Regions from separate parts of the Mus musculus genome. Here regions 2 and 3 are each linked to region 1. Evidence: chromatin contacts called from public Hi-C data. All regions are on one chromosome and are shown on one strand. Each heading gives the region's core, a stretch centred on a gene start, on an enhancer-like site or on the middle of the called end of the contact. The rest is flanking DNA. Distances are from core to core; before and after follow the strand shown. Region 1 has its middle 3.4 kb from the start of Gm38926. Region 2 overlaps Itpr2 (inositol 1,4,5-triphosphate receptor 2). Region 3 overlaps Itpr2 (inositol 1,4,5-triphosphate receptor 2).

The links. Hi-C and Micro-C count contacts between places; a contact is called where the count stands out from the background.
Region 2: a Hi-C map of liver shows a contact between it and region 1, with 4 times the contacts expected there. The contact joins two enhancer-like sites. A contact is called at or near these places in 2 of 15 datasets of contacts at CTCF or cohesin (the NIH/3T3 cell line and large pre-B cells), 5 of 484 Hi-C or Micro-C datasets (B cells, bone marrow-derived macrophages, liver and 2 more) and 10 of 115 datasets of contacts at active chromatin or transcription factors (the NIH/3T3 cell line, astrocytes, bone marrow-derived macrophages and 6 more).
Region 3: a contact with region 1 is called in a Hi-C map of liver, with 10 times the contacts expected there. The contact joins two enhancer-like sites. A contact is called at or near these places in 1 of 484 Hi-C or Micro-C datasets (liver) and 1 of 115 datasets of contacts at active chromatin or transcription factors (the NIH/3T3 cell line).

Annotation. Positions count from the first base shown.
Region 1 is chr6:145,342,526-145,347,411 of GRCm38.p6, reverse strand. No RefSeq gene overlaps it. Among named protein-coding and RNA genes, the nearest start is that of Gm38926, 3.4 kb to the left of the region's middle. Within about 2 kb of position 2,536, at least 5 of the 459 cell types and tissues checked have an H3K27ac peak or open chromatin away from gene starts, as enhancers often do. A contact at or near this core is called in liver, where this site is marked.
Region 2 is chr6:146,335,665-146,340,550 of GRCm38.p6, reverse strand. All of the region lies in intron 26 of Itpr2 (inositol 1,4,5-triphosphate receptor 2), which reads left to right. Among named protein-coding and RNA genes, the nearest start is that of Gm35596, 120 kb to the right of the region's middle. Within about 2 kb of position 2,955, at least 5 of the 459 cell types and tissues checked have an H3K27ac peak or open chromatin away from gene starts, as enhancers often do. A contact at or near this core is called in liver, where this site is marked.
Region 3 is chr6:146,124,010-146,128,895 of GRCm38.p6, reverse strand. The region is part of intron 55 of Itpr2 (inositol 1,4,5-triphosphate receptor 2); the gene reads left to right. Among named protein-coding and RNA genes, the nearest start is that of Gm35768, 18 kb to the left of the region's middle. Within about 2 kb of position 1,850, at least 29 of the 459 cell types and tissues checked have an H3K27ac peak or open chromatin away from gene starts, as enhancers often do. A contact at or near this core is called in liver, where this site is marked.

The sequences.
Region 1 (4,886 bases), core at 1,287-3,786:
CACCATCTGTGGCAGTCGGGAGAACTGGCCCTGGGCCATGAGAGCGGGAGAGCCGGCCCAGTCCCTCACTGGCTGCAGCACTTGCGAGTGTGGGCCCTGAACTTTGACTGGGTGACACAGTGGAGCTGGATCTGAAAGCATGGGTGTGGCTGAGCCATCCCTGGGGGCAGGAGAGCAGGAGAGCTGACCCTGCCTTCTGCTGATGGCAGCACTGGATGGCCTAGCTGGAGATGGGCTGACCAGCTCAGCTACCACCCAGGCCCAGATCCAGGGCTCTGAATTGGCCTGCCCCAAAATCTATATCATCTGTGAACATTTGGGATGTGTGAAAGGCCAATCCTGCTGATGACACAGGGCAACAACAGGATAGCCAGGAGGAGTCCTGATGAGGATCCAGTATTGATGGTGTCACTGGTCGAAACAGACCAATGACTCATTGCAATGAGCATTTGCAAGTGAAGGTGTGTGGACAGAGCACAGAGCGACACACTGTGGGACACACTGTGACATACTGTTCTCTATGCTTTGTTGTTATTGTCTGTTGCTTGCTTGTGTGTTTTATTGGGGAGGGGGGAGGTTGCAAGGGTGAAGGGCAGAAATGGGGTGGAAAAAACGAGTGGAGGAGGGGTGCATGGTATGAAACTCACAAAGAATCAACAGGAAGTTAAAGGAAAAACCTCCAGTGAGTGTGTTGTCCCTTTCCTATCATAACAACCATTAGCTTTGTCTTGTTAATAAAAGAACAATAATAAAAAAAGACTCAGAAGGAAACTCAAAAACCGTTTATTGAAATCAGATAGAGACTGATCAGGCTCTGGGGTTCTTGGCAGTGGCCATAAGGAGGAAGATGGAAGGCAGAGGGTGTCACTGGAAAGTGGACCTTGGAAGTTGACGCAGGCACTAGAGAAACAGTAAATCAGGCCCCGGACTTCGTTCCTTCTAGTTTTTATTGACGGGACAGAACGCTGCTGGGTAACAGGGCTGTTAAAGCTGCTCTCCAACCTTAGGCCAACCAAAAAGAAAATATTGAACCTTGACGTTGTAGACGGCCAGGTGTTGCTCTGGGTGGTCTAGAACTCAGGTTGAGCCAGGAGTGAGGAGCACCAGGCCACATTAGCTGCTGCCAGGCTGACTTCAGGTTTTATTAGCTTCTACCACCAGTTCACAGCTCCCGTCATGGAGCACACCCAAATCCCTATACCATATTTGGAAAAATCTCTTAACAAGAAAAACTTTTATCTTTCCAAATGTATCTTTTAGACATATAAACAATAGCCAAAGGCGTTAAAGGCGCCTAAACTAATTGACTGCTTTGACAGATAAGCAACATGTTTTAAAATGCCAGAAAGTGATGGTGGCAATACTTGGCATAGAACAGTGTTCCAGGGTGTCAAGAGCCTCTTTCTGTGCCATCTCTGGGCCCAAGAACAGCTCAGATAGTCCTCCATGCAAAACAGAATATACCCCTACTCACTCATGTTTGCTATTTCTTGAAAGTGGTTGTGTGACAACAGGATCCATAAATACGGCACCTGTGAATGGCTCCCTCTAATGTTGCAGACTTAGTGTTGTTCAGTTAAACAAACAACTCCATTTGATCCACCATCTCTAGAATGCGTTTGGTTACAGGGCCTTTCTCTCTTCTTCATGCTGTTTCACGTGTATCGTGTGGAATTGATATTTTTTAATGTAATTTCTAAAATATTGCCCTGCATGCAATATAAAAGCAGTTAGTATTCAGCCTATGGTTACTATTTCTGATTTTATCTGTTGGTAATATTCTCTATTGACTGAGGAGTTGACCTGGAAGTCAGACTGTATGGTAACTAATATTATGTCAACTTGACACAAGCCAGAGTTATCTGAAAGAGAGACACCACATCTTGAGAGCCAGTATTTAGCATTAGAATACAAGCAGCATCAGACCGACCCACTACGGAGTCTGAGACATAGTTCTGACCATAACTTTGACCAAGTTATGTGGCTTCCCTGGGGACCCTCTTTGTAAATAGCAAGTCCCACAGTGCTTCCATAATATGGCAGTGAGGTTTGGAAGAGACCTTGGTTTGGCCCTGATGTCATAACATCTCATTACGTAATTCTTCAAACTAAACATGTCCTTTGGGGTATTGATCTATAGAGTAAAATTAGCTAAAGGAAATTGTGGATAAGGCATAACTTTGAAGGCATAATTGGTTTTTAAGACAATTAAAACTTTTTTCTAAGTTTGTTTGTAAAACCTAAAATCGTTTGATATTATAACCCAGACTTAGCATACCTCACTTGGTAAAATACAGAACTCAAGTCATGTATCAACACAGAAAGAGCTCGGGAGTTAAGCATGCATGGATGACAGGGAGGGGGTCATTTTTAAGTCTATGGGACTCAAGAGTCAGCCCTGCAATTGATTGCAAATTGGCAGGGTAGAGATGTGGGTCATTTGGTAGAATAATTACCAAGCATACCCAGCACTGGGAGTCTTGGCACACATCTGTAATCCTGATGCTCAGGAGATAGAGGCAGGAAGATCAGAGTTCAGGGTCACCATCTGCAATATAAACAGTTACATTCATTGCTGGCCTAACTATTGGCTCACTAGTCACTCCAGGACCCTGCTAGCTCACGTCTAACTGCAGTGTAGCTGGGTCAATGGCAAAGCCTTTTGCTGTACATCCAAGCAGCCTCTGAGCATTTGGGTGTGCGCATTATATATGTGAACTACGGCTGAATGATGTGTAGTCACCATTTAATAACAGAGAAAAAGGCAGCCACCAGGTATATTTAAATGGGGCCTTTAGAACTGGCTTGAGGTATGAAGAAGACAGGGTTTCTCACCTAGGGGAAAGAGCCTTTACTCTCTTCCTAGAACCTTAGAAACAAAGTAGCAACCACATATATATGTAGCACATGCAGCCGGCCACTCTGGAGGTTAGAAGTCAAAGGTTATCAGCAGGCGTGGTCCCTCCTGAGGCTGCCCATGTAGGCTCCCAAATCGATGGTTCTCACTGAGACCCAATGACCACGTCCTATCACCCTCTTTCTATAGACACAGGCCATACAGCATGGGAGCCACACTGAGAATGCCATTTTATTCTGTTTTAGTGAAAGCTTTATCCAAATACAGTCATCGCCCTGCAATATATATATATATACACACACATAGTCATCCTGGGACGAGTTTAACAACAGACATGAGAGGTGGGGACACACAGCTCCTAACAGAAAGCCTTAGTTCGGGGCAGCGAAGAACTTTGCATTGCCTTAAGAGTGCTGGTTACCTACCCTAGGCTGACACAGGGTGAGGCCTTTCCTCAGCCCTCAAGTTTTCTCTAAGTAATTTCTTATAATCATTTCTTATACTTCCAAGTCTTCCTCTGAGCTGAGAGAATAGAGATGACAGGCAATTTGTGATCATTATCCACAGCGTTTTACAGAGGAGGGCAATGCGCTTACTGTGGGACACTTAACGCACATCTTAGCTGTCGCCACGGAGACACAAGGGTTCTTTATGTATCCCCTCATCGCTGATTTCAGTTAGCTTCAGGCCTCCTAACAACTCTGAGCAGTCTCAACAGTGAACTCTGAACATAGATCTTTCCTCCCCAAAACAAGCAGCTCCCAAAGGTGATGAGCTGTGGATGTAGCAGCCAAAATGTGTTTTCAACCCCCCCCCGCCACACCCACTCCAACAAGGCCACACCCCTCCAACAAGGCCACACCCCTCCAACAAGGCCACACCCCTCCAACAAGGCCACACCTCCTCCAACAAGGCCACACCCCTCCAACAAGGCTATACCTCCTAATCATTCCTAAACAGTTCACCAACTGGGCACTAAGTGTTCAAAAATATGAACCTATTGGGATCCATTCTCATTCAAACCACCACATATATACATAAATACAACCTGTTTGCCTGCTTGGTCTTGATAATGTTACCTGTGTTTAAACCTTAGGTCTGGGGGCTAGAGAGATGACTCAGTGATTTAAGAGCACGGGCTATTCTTCCAGAGGTCCTGAGTTCAATTCCCAGCAACCACAATAGCGGTTCATAACCATCTATAACAGGATCTGATGCCATCTTTTGGTGTGTCTGAAGACAGTAACAGTGTACTCATATACAACATAAAATAAATAAATCTTTAAACCCTTTAAAGGACTGACCACTAGCACTGGATAACCAATTCACGTACTCTACCTGGAGAAGATCATTTCTCCTGCTCTCCGCGTTTCCTGGTTGCCCATAGTTCTTCCTCTAGGGTGGAGGCCCCTGGAGCTTCCCCTTCCGTGGTCGCATGTCCATTGGCGGTGGTGTCATCCAGTTCTTGTTTAGGCAGCCATGATGAGGGGACTTCATGAGCATAACCAAAATTGTGTTTCCAGAGACGCGATCTCACAGTACACTTCCTGTTCCTCTGGCTCTTACAATCTTCCCACCCCCTGTTCTACAGGGATCCCTGAGCCTCGGGTGCAGGAGCCGTATTGTGACAGATCCTTGGGACTGGGCTCCACGGATTCTCTTTATCAGTTTCTGTTGTTTTGTTTCATTTTGGGTTTTGGCAATGCCCTTCCTCTGTTGCAAAGAGAAGTTCCCTTGATTAGCAGCGAGAACTACGCTTGTCTGTGGGTATAACGACAAATATTCATAATGTAGTTAGGGAATGTGTCTGTTTAGTAAAGTGTCCATTGTAAGTCCTTCTCCGGGCTCCATGGCTCCATTAGCTCTGGGTAGATGGCTAGATTTCCAGCATGGCATGCTTCCCTCTTGTTAAAGCAGGGCTTTCTGGGCATTTTAAAGCCTTCGTATTTACTAGGCACGCAAAGAGGTAACAATGAAGCCTGACGTACATAGTGCTTTCAGATCAGTCAGATCAGTTACACAGAGATGG
Region 2 (4,886 bases), core at 1,706-4,205, 990 kb before region 1:
TTTAAACTCAAACTTGTTTGTCTCACCCACATCTTATTTGGAGTTTATAACACCCAGCTGAAAATTTAACTCCAGCCATGGTACTTTTTCATAACTGAAAACCGATTTCCCCCCCACATTTGCCTGGCGGTTTTCACCAGGCTTTATAGCTTTTAAATGTTCAGGTTCATGTCTACCTGAGATTCTGCGCATTTGCTTCCAGAGTGAGGTAGTTGGGAGTTGCTTTTCTAATTTTTAATTTTTTTTATCTTTTTAATATATATATTTTAAATGTTTATGTGCCTTTTGCCTACGTGTATGGGTGTGTACCACATGTGTGCCCGGTGTCTGTGGTACCAGAAGAGATGCTCTTGTGAGTAGCTCTCTGAGCACATACTCGGCTAAGGACATCTCTGTGGTTACGAGATGTCGGAGCTGTTAGATGACCGATTCTGAGTCGGCATGCATTGATATCCTTCTGTGGGTTGAAGAGGGTGCTTTCCTGCTTGGGGGAATTGTAGCTGCTCCAGCCTGTTGCCAGGGGGCGCTGTTGGTCTGAGCCTTCAGAGACCTCTATCTGCATGCCGGCCTTGAGACAAGGGTTTATATGCTGACCTTTGCTGGGTCCTGCGCTACAAAGCTAACATTACACCTGCCTTCCGGGTGGTCACTCTAGCCTGTAGATTGGAGTCCTTGATAATGGCTTCTGGTTGTGTATCCCTCCATCCACACCCTCACTGAGGAGATGGAGGGGGCGGGGCATGTCCTTTTTGGGGAAGGCCTGTTTTCAGCTGTCTCTGCAGAAGCTCCTGAGGTATCTTCATTCAGGCTTTTAGTGCGGGTGTTGTTATTACGAAGGTACATTCTGTGTGGAATTCTTCTGAGGCCTGAATTTAGTCTGGAGGACATTCTATTTTGTAGTCACACTAAATATAGATTTTTGGTTTGGGATTTTGGGGGCCTCTTTATTAATGGAAATCCTAGTCCTAGATCCCAGGAGTGGGCTTTTCTTTGTGTACAGGGGTTTGAGACCCTTAGGCCATGGCCAGAGTGAAAGCCAAGCTATCTATGTACCTTTGTCTGTCCAGTGGGCTGTGTCTTCCCTAACTCACTGTGTGATGTTTGTAGATTTGTGGTTTCTGGCCAGAACTTTGATCTTTCTTGGCTACTAGACTTGGCCCCTCTCCCTCTCTATCTCCTCCTCCCCAACTCTCCATCTCCCCCTCTCTCTCTCCTTCCTTTCCTCCCTCCCTCCGTCTCCCTATCTCCTCTCTCTCTGTAGGTGCCTACCCCTAATATTAGAACTCAGAATGTAGGTTGCCAGCATAGCCTAAGTTCCTAAGGGGCACCAGTGAACACCAGTGAATTTCTGTCCTGAAATTTTTATGAACTTTCATGTTTTCTGAGTTCCTGTTGAAAAGAAGCATCTTAAATATTTTATCAGTCACCTTTGGATGTTGTCTAGAAGGGGCTCGTCGCATTCTACCTGGCAGTTGTCAAAGACAGTCAGCGACTCTGTGTTTCCAGCCCCTGTATTCGTCCCCTGGTATCTGCACTGATGTTGGAGATGACCCGTGTGGGCTACAGCTGAGCCTCTTGTTCTTAACTAGTGGTTGTTTCTCTGGAGTAGAGTCCTTTCCAACTCTCTGCCTCGTGTAGTATGGAATCTGCATGCTCACTACTTGGTATTCATAGGACTTCCTCATTTCCATTGCTAAAGTTTGATGTCTGGACTCCAGTCTGATATTTCAGACATGGCTTCTGCTCTGCAACAATGTACAAAGCCCAAGCACACAGCACAGGCTTGTTCTGAAGGATAGTCACTAATGTAGCCAACACTAATAGCAACAGGAGTAAGAGTTTGTACTAGAAATGGCTGGAAGCTGGGAGACCCTGAAGAGTTTCAAGGAAGGAGTGAGTGTTCCATTTGGCAGAATCCAGAATGTTTCAGAAGAAGCAGGGCCACTGTGGGAGGCGTCCAAGAGCCCTTTGTACACGATCAGGTGTGAATTTGTGAATGCATGAGGGTGGTGGGGGTTGGGGGTGAGAGAAACAGGTAAACAGGTGGACAGAGAAACCAGAAGGGTCTGTCTATAATGAGGTAATTTCAGGAGATGAAGAAGGAATGTGAGAAACGCCAGTGCTAACTTATACATAGGTGAATGAGCTTCATTGTGAGGGAACCAGCAGCCGAGTGCAGTGGTGACAAATGGATGGAATCCATCCCGGTGTCAGGCGAAGTGTCTAGCAGCAGCACACACTAGACCAGGCCGTGGACATAATCCTTTGTGTCTCTGGGAGTTTCACGGAGGCTCTAAACATGGCCTTTGGTATTGCTCTGAGCAATCCAGCTTTCAGCTGTGTAGAAATTATGGGACACATACCGTGAATCCTGGGCTTCATTTATGTAATTTAAAAAAATGCCTTCAATATCGTGAAAGTTTAAAAACATTTTCTTTGATTTTTTTTTTTATGTAAAAATATCCACTCTCTTACTTTTATGCTCAAAGTTTAGTTTTCTCGTTTGCATGTTGACAACACAGACTCTTTAAGGGCTCGAGGGGAAATATTTCATTTAAAATAAAACCTTATATGGCACATTAGTGTTTTTCTTTGTGATTTAGGTTGAATATACTAATTTTTGAAAGATGTTTATCCCTTTTTTCAATCTGATAAAAACTAGTGCAACTTCTCTTCAAAGTGAAGTTTAACACAGGTAAAAGTGAACTTTCCTAGTTGGAAATGGCTCTCCATCCTCCATTAGATAAGCAAAAGATTCCAACATAATTTAAACAAAAAAGAATCGGGAGGAGTCACCATAGGCAAAAATACGAAGTGCTTTAGCTTTATGTCCTTGGGAGCATCAATGTTCAGAAGAGGACTCCAGATGACCCCACTGCTGGCGCTGATCTCTAACGATCACAGAGGCGGGGGCAGGGTTCACGCCTGTGTCTGTACACCGTGCTCCCTGTGTGCAGATGTGTCTTCAGGGGCCATGGAAATTCCATCATTTCGAAGGTCAGTGGGCTAGGGGCTAAGCACGCAGTGTCAGCAGCATCAGCATAGTCTCTAATTCATCACCTTCAAATACGGTGTCTAAATTTAGAAAGAGAGATTAAGCAAGGAAGGTGTGGCTGAGTGGGTTAAGGCAGGATTGTCCTTTCTGCACACCCTTCTCTTTATTTAGCCTGAGAAGCAGGTCACCTGAACATGTCAGTGCTCCAGAGAGAAGGCCCTGCTCCATTCATTTTATTATTACAGTTATCACATCAGTTTGCTTCTCCGTTTTTACCTGCTTCTTTCTACGCAAGTGTGTAGTTTTCAGTGTTTTCTTGTAATTTAAAATATCTTTGTATGTATGTGTACAACTGTGTAGTTATGTGTACATGTATGTGGTTCTGTGTGTGTGTATGTGTACAACCATGTGAATGTATGCATGTATGTGTTTCTGTGTGTGCATGTGCGTATGTGTGTATATGTGTACATGTATTTGTGTGTGTATGTGTGTGTACATGTATGTGTGCTGTCTCTGCCTTCCCATTTCTGGGATTATAGATATGCTGTTGATCTTGACTTACAGCTTTTCATAATAAAACTGCTTAACCATTCAGTAACTTTAAGTCTGATATTTACGTATCTACCTTGTTTTGGACTAAGAGCAATATTTTCTTTTGTCAAGCTTTCTAGTTGGGTCTTCTTAATACTCACCCAGTGTGTATCCATGTCTTTTCTTTGGCTTAAAGATCTTTTGTTGTGGTTCTTCTAGTGGACACGTGGAGCAGGAATGGAATGAACTGAACAATACCCTTTGGGACTCTGTTGTCTAGACAAGGGGCTGAGACTGTGTGGGTACCTGCTCCTCTCTTCCAGGGCTCTTTAAACTAACCCAGCCTTGTAAGGAACCAGTGGCTTGTGCCTGAACAGGACAATCCTGTTTTCTACAGATCCCATTGCTGGTCTATCGGAAAACTCCCAGAGGCAGTACTTGCTGTAGGGCACAGTCTGGGCATCTTTACAGAGACAGCCCACTGCCAACGTGTCAGTTATAGAGTTTCTGTGAGGATGAAAGAGCAGTTCCTTGGGAATTAGACCTGCTCTGTGTCCAGCAGGGGATACAGCATGTCTCTGTTGGCCTTTAGAGGAAGAGGCCTCACTTTGTCTTGCTGATGCTTGGCTTATAGTTCCCCCTCCTCAGAGAGCTGGTCTTAGGCATGTCAGGGATACTGTGGGGGTGACCCTGACCACTTTTATTCCATCTATAACACATTGTACAATCTTGCAGCAACCTCAGACAATCTTACCGGGTGTGTTATTACTCAGCTCTGTGAATGCTTTGATGTACAGATGTCCTTCAGCACAGAAGAGAGACAGAACTCATTGTACAGCACAGTCTGCTTTCAAGGTGTGACAGGGCTGGAGCCAGAGGGTCCATCGACATTGACATCGACATCGAAGGCAGGCATTGCACCATTCCTAAGTTTCTAGAACAGACAGTTTTCCTTGCATGCTTTGTTTTGTTTCAGGGGTCTGCTTGGTTTAACTCTGTGAGCGGGTATGTCTTTATTCTTTCTTAGAAAGCCCCCAGCTGTACACTAATCTTGTATGGTATAGGGATCTTGGAGCTAGGGTTAGATAGTTATCTAGTAATGACCTTCTGGGTACTTCAGGATGTCATAGCTCCTTTCTGGGCCAGAGGCATGACTCAGGTCCTGTTCTGAGGTATCCACACAGTCTTGTGGTTTTACAAGCTGCTGATGGAGGGGTCGTCCAAGTGACCCCAGACTTGTTAATATTTAATGAGCTTCTTTACAGTATCAAGATCTGAAACCCTAAGACCACCCAGTTGACACTGGATTGATCCAGCTGCCTTGGCCTGAAGTTGGGTTGAAATGAGTTTAGAGTCTCCA
Region 3 (4,886 bases), core at 601-3,100, 780 kb before region 1:
CACCTACGTGAACTCCTACCCACACACTTGTACACCCCCATGCACGAGCATGCACACACACACACACAAGGCAATTCTTTATTACATCTTAATTTCTAGAACAAGCACATGTGGGTTGGTTTCAATGAGAATGGTCCCCAGAGGTTCATATATTTAAATACTTGGCCCCTGATTGGTGGAACTGTTTGGGAAGGATTAGAAGGTGTGGCCTTATTGGAGAAGGTGCGTCACTAGGGTGGGCTTTGATAATTCAGAAAGACTGAATCTATTCCCATAAACCATATTAAATGCTTTCTTTTATAAGTTGCCTTGGCTGTGGTATTTTGGCACAGTAGTAGAAACTAAGTAATAAGACACTGAAACAAAATTTTATTTTAAGACATAAAACATTATAAATTTACATATGGAGGTAAACAAGAGCAAGCAGCTCGACATGTTAGTTTGAGGCATTTACTTAACAAGCATCTCCTTTTGTCCTGACTTTGAGGATGAAGTATGACATTGAAAAAAACGTAAGTCTGAGAGATGGGGAGATGGCTCAGTAGTTAAATCACTCACCACCAAAACAAGAAGATCTGAATTCAGATCCCCAGAATTCATGTAAATGATATGTGGGCATCCTGACCCAGGTGGCCCACCTGCAATTTTCAGCCTCAAGAGATGGAGACATGGACCATGCAGGCTAGGAAGGACAGCTCGCATCAGTGAGCTCTGGGTTTAAGAGATCTTGCCTTAAAACATAAGGTGGAAAAGCAATAGAGGTAGATTTAACATTCAACGTAGGGTGTACCTGCTTGTGTGCACCAGTACACACACACACATACACACACACACGAGCTTACACATGTGCATGCTGCACAGGTATATACCATACACATAAAGAGGAAAAAAAGGAAAAATATAAGTAAAAATGGCTTTGACTTTCATAAAATAAAAGATTCATCTTATTAAAGCTTCAGCAGCCACTTCTTAAAGCTCTGCATGCATTGGGGATATTCCATGTTCTACACAAGTAAAAACATTTTAGCTACCCATGCTTTGGCTCTTATCAAGTTTCTAGTTACATCTCATTTTTTGTGGTGGTGGTGGTATTCTGAGTTCCTCTCACTGGCATGAAGATGGTTTGTCTGGCTTAAAAAGAGCCCGTGTGAACCTTGTCAGAGAGACCTGAAATAAAGCTGTGGCGTGCCCTTGTGTTCACACTAAGTCAGGTTGATCTCTGTGTGCCTCAGCTCACAATTCACACTCCTCACTATCACTCCCAAGCGACACCAGATATCTGTAGTCAGAGCACTGCCTTGCTAAAAATAGAACACAGTGATACCCAGGTACCACCCAGGGAGGCCGCCTCGCAAAGCGACAGATGGCCTCTCTGGAACAGCACCATGCCACAGGCTCTCTCAGGTGACAGAGTGCAGATCTCGTGCCAGCCCTTGCCAGCTCTGATCCTAGATGCTATCGGGCACACAGAATGAAATGGATAGGCATCCCCTAGCCAGACTTGGAAAGCAGCATGTAGAGATGCCAGAGTGTCCTTGATTCAGCAAGGCAAGTGATCATTTCCAGCTAGTACACAGCCGGCCATTGTATTTCCCGCCTCTGAGGAGCCAGGATACATCCAGAAAGTTGCTTAATGAGCAGAGGTTGGGCGCGGGGGAGCTAACTGGCTGGCTGTGTGATGTGCATGTTTAGTGGAACAGTCGGGGATGTGTTGCTGTGACCTTGTTATTCAGCACAGGTTCCTGCTAGCAAGTAGATGAGGCCAGGAGGACGAGCATCTTGGCCATACCATGTGCTAGCTCTGAGGTTACTGGAAATCATTGAACCTGCCTTGGCCTTGTTGTGAAACCTAGTTCATCCAGTCACTTGTTTACCAACCACATGACTTGCATTATGTTGGGCACCTGCCCTGGAACAACAGTAACTAAGGTCACATGCCCTTTCTACAGCCATCACAACACACTGAGATCCTATACAATAGGCTGCCACTAAAGCAAATGGGGATAACAGGAGGGACAGGAGGTTCTGTTTCAAGTGGGTTGGTAGGTAGAAGGTTTACATTGTATGTGACATCAACTATGTGTGCCCTGTGAAACCCCACTTTGCAAGAAAGTGGAAGTCTCTTTGGTAAGTTCTTTCTAACTTTATTGCTTAATCTGATGGTGTACATTAAAATAGTTTGTTTTGTTTACACACTGGTCTTATTAAAATGTTGCACATAATATAGTTCGTTTTGCAAGGCAAATCTTCCTTTCAGTGTGCCTAATGAATCTGCTACTCAAAGAATCCCATAATGGTAGTTTAGGGGTGTTCTGCCAAGCGTGTATGAAGCCCTAGGTTTGGGCCCCCAGAGTATACAGGAAAGAAGGAAGGAAAGGGGGGAAAAGGAGAAGAAAAATGGAAAGGAAGGGAAAAGGAAGAGACTTTATATCAAGCTGCCCTAAATATAACTGTATCTTAGGTCACCATAATAAAGTTATCATTATTCCTGAACTCGTTGGTAACTGTTGCCACCTATATGGTGACAAGCTGGGTCATCACGGAGTCTTCACCAGATCTTTAAGGGAACCGAAAAGGAATTAGGAGGCAATGGGGCAAGGTGGGAGTAAAGGTTATTCTGAAGAGCGGAAAAGAGGAGTTCCATGTGCAATAGAATCTATACGCTCTGATGAGGGACCAAGACATAGCCTTCTCTGTGATGATACTGAGCAGGTCAAGGACCAAGCCTTAGCCTTTTGCTAGATGATGCTGAGCAGACAAGAGGGCTTTAGCCCATCTACCCAGTGTCCAACTCAGCCAAATGTGAGGCTCATGGCACTGTGTGGGATAAACAAGCATGCTAATTATTTTAAAAAGGAAGGAAAGAAGAAAGAAAAGACTGAAACATTAATTTAAAAACTCATTCTATGTGTATGGATGTCTTATCAGCATATATGTCTAGCATTGAATGTGTGCCTGGTGACTATGAGCTCAGGAGAGGATGTCAACTCCCTTGGAACTGGAGTTACAGGTGTTTATCAGCCACCAAATGAGCACCTGGGAACTGATCCAGGGTCTCCTGGAAGATCAGCAAATGCTCTTAACTGCTGAGCCATCTCTCCAGGCCTGCAAAATATTAACTTTTGAAGCACTAACTACAATGTCTTTTATAAAATATTGATGGGGATCACACAAAGATGAGGCCAATTCCAGTAAAACTGAGCCAGAGAAGTGCCCTCGCCTGCCCAGTAAGGCACTCTGGCTGGGGAGCAGGAGAAAAAAGTGAGTTGCATGGGGCCTAGGAAGTCTTGGCTGCAAACACTGGTGACACAATCCCTTTTCCATTCTGATGACAAATTTTAAATTCTAATAAATCCTATTTGTGAGGCCACTAAAGAGACCTGTCAGCTCAGAAGTAGCTATGCATTCACAGTCTTCCTACAGAAGCCACAAACTGGGCCAAAGTGCAGGCATCTCCGAGAATCTAATTTCCAAGTGTGATGTAGTGCCAGAGCCATACATGGCTCCAAGAGATGGCTCTGAGTGTCCGGCACTCTTCCCTGTGTGACTGGAATCCTCTCAGAGCTCAGACCCATTTGACTTGGTGATTGCAAGTAGCTCTTTGAGAACTCTCTGGGTGTCATGACCAGTGAAGGAGGAAGCCCAGGGGATCCCCCAGTATGTGTGCCCCTGGACAAATCCTCGGCACTCTTCTAAAGCAATCCTCCCAATGTGTGAATAGGTCAGGCCTGCTGACTGTTCAGAAAACCCTCTTTCCTTCCGAAGCTTAATCAGAAAACCCTTATGAAGAATGGGGATATAAATAGAATCCTTGAACCCCATAGTGGGTTTCTCAAGAGTAGATTTTGAAAGTGTGGCAATGAGGAATTTGTTTTCAAAACTTTTTATTTTTTTAAAACAAAACAAAACTATCTAGGGGACACAGAAGAAATGACTGGTCTCATCCTGAATTAGCTAGCAGAGGGTGGAGCCTGGTAGATAGGGAGCCCTCTGAAAGTCCCAAGTTGCAAGTGGCACAGGGAAATTGCAAAGGACATGTCAGCGTGACTCCTTGTTCATGTCTCTGAAAATGTGTTAATTTGGGGAATGTCATAACCCCATGAGGTGGTGACAGAGCATACCTCCCACTCTCTGGGTACTTTGCCATAACCATATGGTGACACATGACACACCTAGACTGCCTGTGCCAACTCTGCCCACTCCTCCTCCCACCCCCCAGAAGCAGAGTGTGAACACAAGCTTTCTTCCCCCACTCTCCCCACACCATCTTCTTCCAGCGTGTTCTTAAATCCATAGGAAGCATGCAGGCTGGGTGTTACTTACCTACTGTCAGAACGATCAAATACTTCTTGAGGGGTAAAAGTGGGAGTCACAGACTGCATCTCCAGCCATTGCCAGCTTTCTTAGCTCTGCAATCAGAGTCCTCTATCCAGGGGCTGTGGTTTTTACCTTGGTTACTGTTCATGTGGGGCAGGTAGTGACTGGAATGGGAGAAAGGCAAGGGCTGAGCAGGCTGGTTATCTGCCTCCCCTGTCTTTCTTCAGAAAGAAATGAGAAAGATAAAGATACACACAATCTGTCTGCCTTGCCGTGTGTGTGTGTGTGTGTGTGTGTGTGTGTGTGTGCTTGCACACGCCTGTGTGAGCACCTGCTGTGCTTTAGTTTTAGAGGAGTACCAGCATCATCAATGTGTATAATACTGAAAATTGAGTCCTGACAAGGACATGGCAAACACACATAGATAACTGGTTTACTCCTCAAAGCTCTGGCAGGCTGATGGATGGATTCCAATTGATCTTAACTTGTCAGGCAGAGTAGGTGAGGATGCAAGAGACCTCAGAAAGCCCACAACCCAATAGCATCTTGTCCCTGTTCAGGATTCAAGA